Regions from separate parts of the Bombyx mori genome. Here region 1 is linked to region 2. A link is a contact called in public Hi-C data. All regions are on one chromosome and are shown on one strand. Each heading gives the region's core, a stretch centred on a gene start, on an enhancer-like site or on the middle of the called end of the contact. The rest is flanking DNA. Distances are from core to core; before and after follow the strand shown. Region 1 overlaps LOC101736611 (GATOR1 complex protein NPRL2). Region 2 holds the start of LOC101736474 (phosphopantothenoylcysteine decarboxylase).

What was found. Hi-C and Micro-C count contacts between places; a contact is called where the count stands out from the background.
Region 1: a Hi-C map of midgut shows a contact between it and region 2, with 3 times the contacts expected there. The contact joins the enhancer-like site here to the promoter of LOC101736474 in region 2. A contact is called at or near these places in 2 of 7 Hi-C or Micro-C datasets (midgut and whole pupa).

Annotation. Positions count from the first base shown.
Region 1 is chr8:14,202,390-14,205,439 of ASM3026992v2, reverse strand. The region is part of intron 7 of LOC101736611 (GATOR1 complex protein NPRL2); the gene reads right to left. Among protein-coding and RNA genes, the nearest start is that of LOC101742722, 32 kb to the left of the region's middle. Within about 2 kb of position 1,704, at least 3 of the 8 cell types and tissues checked have open chromatin away from gene starts, as enhancers often do.
Region 2 is chr8:14,134,988-14,137,935 of ASM3026992v2, reverse strand. LOC101736474 (phosphopantothenoylcysteine decarboxylase) reads left to right here and starts at 1,523. Exons shown (of 4, transcript XR_009973734.1): 1 at 1,523-1,894; 2 at 2,137-2,340; 3 at 2,808-2,948. It overlaps LOC101736611 (GATOR1 complex protein NPRL2), which reads right to left and starts at 225. Exons shown (of 8, transcript XM_004923594.4): 1 at 1-225.

The DNA of each region.
Region 1 (3,050 bases), core at 455-2,954, 67 kb before region 2:
TAAGAAATAATATAATTCTAATGAACAAATTATTAAAAATAATGAGCATTCTATTATGATTAAATTTAAATTAACGCTTCATTGCAGGAGGGTTCGCAAGGGATACCCTAAGCTTATTAACCCTTTGAGTTCCAGGATCCACACGCATTGGACATCTATTTTTTTTACTGACATGTCCACTGTTTACAACGTGTATAAATTCACTAAAATAGTATACCTGGAATAATATTTTTATAAAAAGGCTTAGCACCACAAATGGGTTAATGTGGTTAGCCTGCCTAGTATGTAAATTATAAAGTAATTTAAACATTTTATATTTGAAATATTAAAGTTAGGTAGTATGGTCACAAAATTCTAGCACCACATTGTTGGTTGACTAAAATACCTATGTAGACTAATATAAAATTGAGCAGTATTTGAACTTTAGTTGTAAACTATAGATATTATGATTAATTTTAATAATTATACTTATTTAATATATTATCATTGCAAAAGACTTTCAATCGTCAATTAATTATTTAACAGTTTATATTAGCTATGCTTGCCAAAATATATTTTGTAGAGCTTATTTTTTACGTCACGTTAGATGGTTCCCAGGTCTCATAGGTCCAATGGGAATGCCATCACCCACTTCGAATTCGTAGTCTGAATGGTCTTTTTAATGACATATGTTCACAAAACCAATTCAACAAGTGGTTTGTTTCAATGCTTGCAAAGATTTTGTGTATAAGGGCAACGAATTGTAGAGATCGCTAGGAGCGGCATAATTCGCCTAAGGCATATTAGCCTACTGACGACAAATTTACTTCCCCAAATGACAGCATTCGGCGAAGATGGCAACCTCGTTCAACTTTATCACTATCGCAAATCCGTCATGAATGATCTTTGACATGAATCACGTATACAGGTAACACTGCTATAACACGGTCCCACTCTAACACGAAAAGAGAAAATCCCTCTTATAACACGGTATTTCTACAACACGATAACGAGATTTTTTAATAAAATTACTCAGAATATTACATTATGCCCTATGAACACACAATATTTGAGAACAACTGAAAATTTGCTGCTTATTTTTTGTGTAAAGGTAGAAACATACATACATGCATAGTTGAAATGTTTAATTTAGAAAAAAATACACTCCGTTTTTGTACTGGCATCTAGTCTTTATAACACGGTTCCGCACAACACGGCATTCTGTAGGAACGTTTCTATATAGTGTGTTATAACCACGGGGTTACCAGCCTGCGTGTCCGAACTGCCGAGAGTATCGGGGACGTTTGTATAAAGTTTGTATAATTGTATATGTTTGTACAAAGGTCGCGCCTAAAGTTCGGAATCTTTCGCGCATTGCAAATTTCATTTTTAAAAAAATTATACCTGTTTATAGTTCTGTAAACGATCAAAACTATATAACATATAAAGCACATAACCTATAATTCACTGAGCGATGCTTTTCCTAAAGACCTAACAAGCTATAAGAAAACGAAAAGTTTAATATTATACATATACAGAATGACTGGTTGAACACGTTACATAATCAAGGACATGATAATTCATGGTCAGATGAAACGCTTAAAATAAAAAAAAAACAAAGGAAATACCGGGAAAACTTGATTAAATTAATCTGCTTAAGCTCGACATTTGTGGACACCGCAGTGCTAAGGCGCCGCTGGGTGAGTGAGAGCAGGTTGCATCCAATCAGCGCGCCGCGTTCAAACGATGCTGCGATCGTCGACCGGTGTAAACAAACAAATTCTGTTACTACAAGTGCGCACGGCGCGAGTGACCACGCTTTTTTTTTTTGATAGATAATTAAAGATAAATTAGGCAAATATTTTTTTTTGTTAAATTTGAAAATAGGAAAAATACAAAAGATAAGAAGCGAAGGTTAGGAAAAAAACAAAGTTGATACATGCTTTCAGGTACGCTCTAACACAAAAGTGGCGTTGGGCAGGACATATTGCGAGATATGCGGACAGAGAAGAAGGACAAAAGATGGACATTAGAAATCACAACATGGGAAGGACCAGTGGGCCAAAGAAGAAGACGCCGGCCAAGGAGCAGATGGATCGACGAAATAATAGCAACAATTGGAGAAGAATGGAGAAACAAAGCCAAGAATAGGAAAGAGTGGAGTAAGCTGGAGGAGGCCTATACCCGAAGTGGAGTTCCAATAACATAAGTTTATATTTGTAATTTTTATTGATAAGGTGTTTTTCTTTTTTTTTGGAAATTTAGTGGCCTTATTATTATTACAATTTTTTGCTTAATTAGAACGAGAATCAATTACTGAGCAATCTATATAAATATGTAAAGTGTTCAACCAGTCAGCCTGTATATTATAAATATCGCATTAATTTCTGTTTAGAATGAAATCGATTTGTGCCTTTGAGCCTTCGACTACGTGTCGAAATAAATATCGAGAATAGAATAAGATAATTAATTAATAATATATTTAAAAAATACATACATATATGTATATAATTTTTTTACGATCTATTTTTATATATTACATTACGTTAAACATATATCTAAAACTTTAAAACTTTTAGATCTGCGTAAATGATCTATATAAAATCTGGGGTCATTTATTTTTTAACAACAAACAAAAATATAACTGTTTATTTACCAAACAATTTCTAAATGTCACAGCGATGCTTTTCGTGTAAATATTACGGCACCAAACCTTCTTTTAACAAATAATAACGCTCTAAAACTTAATTTTGTATAAATCACCCGGTCAATAGAATTCCATGATTAAATCCCAAGTAAAATAAATGTATAAATCTTCACAAACGCGCTAAAGCCAATCTGCGTAAATTGTATTCTACAGATTGGTAACTTGGAAAACGAGCAACTTTAATTTTTTTAGTGGCAACACTGGCAATATTTACTAAAATTGTTGATATTTAAAAAATTCGCCTTTTTTCTTTTTCGTTGATTGATTTGTTTTTAACAAACTTTCCTAACGATAATTCAAATTAACAAGCGCCTTATCAATATTGCATAATAACATTTTTCATCCCTAAACAAAGTTAAAGAGA
Region 2 (2,948 bases), core at 274-2,773:
CTTGATTAAGACATACCTAATTTCTTACAAGCCAGGTTCTAACGAAAAGATTCACTAATTAATTTGACACATTAACACGATTTTAGAAACGTAAATAAAGAGTAAATAAAGAAGAGTAAACACAATCTACTCCTCACCGCGAATCGAATCAGACTATTTTCTTATTGGTTGGATTTTACTTTATATATGTATGTATACCTATTACCTACATAATCTATGAATTGGTTGGGGTTATTTCAGATTACTTCATTGACGTTATAAATGTCAAATTATATGTTGCCTAAAAAAAATATGCTACCAAAATCTTCAAAAAAAGCTTGCGATAGTATTACGGAATTTTTTTTTTCTCAGGTTTTACGTTCGATCAATTTTCATTTTTTTATACGGAGCGGATACCTGGACCCTTAAAGCAACTGATCGCAAATGCGCAGAAGCTTTTGAAATGTGCTGGAGGAGAATGCTCCGAATATCTTGGACAACGAAAAGAACCAATAGAATAACTCAAGATCAAGACAAGAGTGTATATACTTGCCATCGCCGTGCACTCGAGTACTTCGATCATATTGCTCGGAAAACACCTGATAGCTTAAAGACTTAGACTTAGACTTTTTGCGACAGGGAAGATCGAGGGAAAGAGACTGCGACAAGGTGGTTCGTTCGATCAAATCCGCACCACTAGAAATCCACGAAGCCCTTCACGAGACCAATAATCGGAAACGCTGGAAACACATAACATAAAATAAAATCCTGTCCTAACATGATGGTCAGGACCCTCAGCAGTGAAGAAACAACGTCATGTAAACTTCTTAGTTGAAATTATCAGCCATAAGTTGACGTCATTGTCAATCTGTTTTATTCGTTATTTGTCAATGTATCTAATGTAATCAAAGCAAATTTTACTGTTAATTTTAGCTTATTAAAACCTTATATTCAGTAAAGGTTTTCTCTTATTTCACGACGTGAGTGGAAAGACAGTCGATGAAGTAATGGTATACAATCTGTCACTTATAAAATTTCACTTAACCTCAAAACGATCATGAGATTGTTCACAATTCGCAAAAAAAATACGACTATTATTTCTCCTATATGAGCTTTACATATTTTTTTTATTACTTAGGTGGGTGTACGAGCTCACGGCCCACCTGGTGTTAAGTGGTCACCGGAGCCCATAGACATCTGCAAAGTAGATGTAAACTCACAACACGTCCTACCACCAGTAATTACGCAAATTAAAATTTTGCGGGTTTGATTTTTACTATACGATTTTATTCCTTCACCGCGGAAGTCAATAGTGAACATTTGTTAAGTAGGTACGTATTTCATTAGAAAAATTGGTACTTGTCAGCGGGATTCGAACACCGATGCATCGCTACATACGAATGCACCGGGCGCCTTTTTCTTTAGGCCACGCCGACTCAATTTAAAAACTTAATTCACAAGAACATAATATTATTAATTAATGTACATTTAATCTTTAAATTGGTAGGGTTTTTTACATAGTGTAGTAAATGGTAGAATTATTAGAGAACACTTTTTACCAATGTAAACACTAAAATCTGATATAATAAAAATACAGTTTTATTGCAAATATTAAGTGCAATTATTAAGTTTCTGAAATACCTACCTATTAAGTGTTTAATCTATGACAGTTTGTACAAGCAAGCATGAAATTTTATGCTCCTAATTTAATTCCTGGTTTTGTTTTATTCAAATTGTTATAAAAAAGAGTATCGGAGTTTCGGCAACCGACAATATTTATTACAGTGTTAAAATGGATGAAAATACTACATTTAATGTTTTAGTAGGTGTTACTGGAAGTGTTGCAGCTATAAAGATACCGAATTTAATAAAATCCGTGTTGGAGTTACGAAGCGAGACTCGATATAATTTTAAGGTAAAGTGAAGGTAAAACAAAAAACAAAATTAACTTTAGAAACATTGGTACCTGTCTGTGAGGTTTGATCACCGGCATCACACTGCGGCTAGCCCAATCTTTAGGCTAGAAAGCACTATCCTTCACAGTGTTCATAGCAGAAATGGGTAGAGTTATGGTACCCACCTTGTCATATGACCCTCACCCCACCAGACTTCTCTCAACAGTTTGGTTCTTACAAAAGTATTAAGTAATAATTACAGGTACGACTAATAGTAACAGAACATGCAAAGCACTTCTTTGAGTGGACTGAAATGCCCTTGGATGTACTAAGATATGATGACTCTTCAGAATGGGTAACATGGAAAGGAAGAGGAGATCCAGTATTACATATAGAACTTGGAAAATGGGCTGACATAATGGTTATAGCACCAATGGATGCTAATACATTAGCAAAAGTGGCATTGGTGTGTACATAGTGTTTTCATGACTTTAATTTTATGATAATTAAAAGCATACTTTTCAAACAATACAATAAGTTTTGAAAATCACAAATAATGTAGGTACTAATGTATAAAAAAAAATAGTGTTGAACAAAAAATTTCATCTGAAGGCTGAAATCATTCAAGTATTTTAGTATAGTTACCATTTCATTTCTCAAATCCTCCAATGAATATTTCTGGCATATACCAAGATAGTGCAATAAAGCATGTAAAAAAGTAATGGTTTTGGCTATTTCTCTATCGCTGGATATCATGGTACAGCCACCTAGAATTGAGTGGTTATGTTAACCCGTAGACCTCATAGTGTGAACGTCACCACCCACTCTGGGACCTGAGGTCAAAAACTCAGTTGTTTGATATTTCCTTTAGATGATTTATTATCGAGTATTGCCAGAACAGTTAATAAAACTCTACATAATAATATGTTTCAGGGCATGTGTGATAATTTAGTCACATGTACAGTAAGAGCATGGAACTTCTCCAAACCTCTGCTATTTTGTCCAGCTATGAATACTAGAATGTGGGACCATCCAATCACAGCCACTCACATTTCTACACTACGAGCCTGGGGT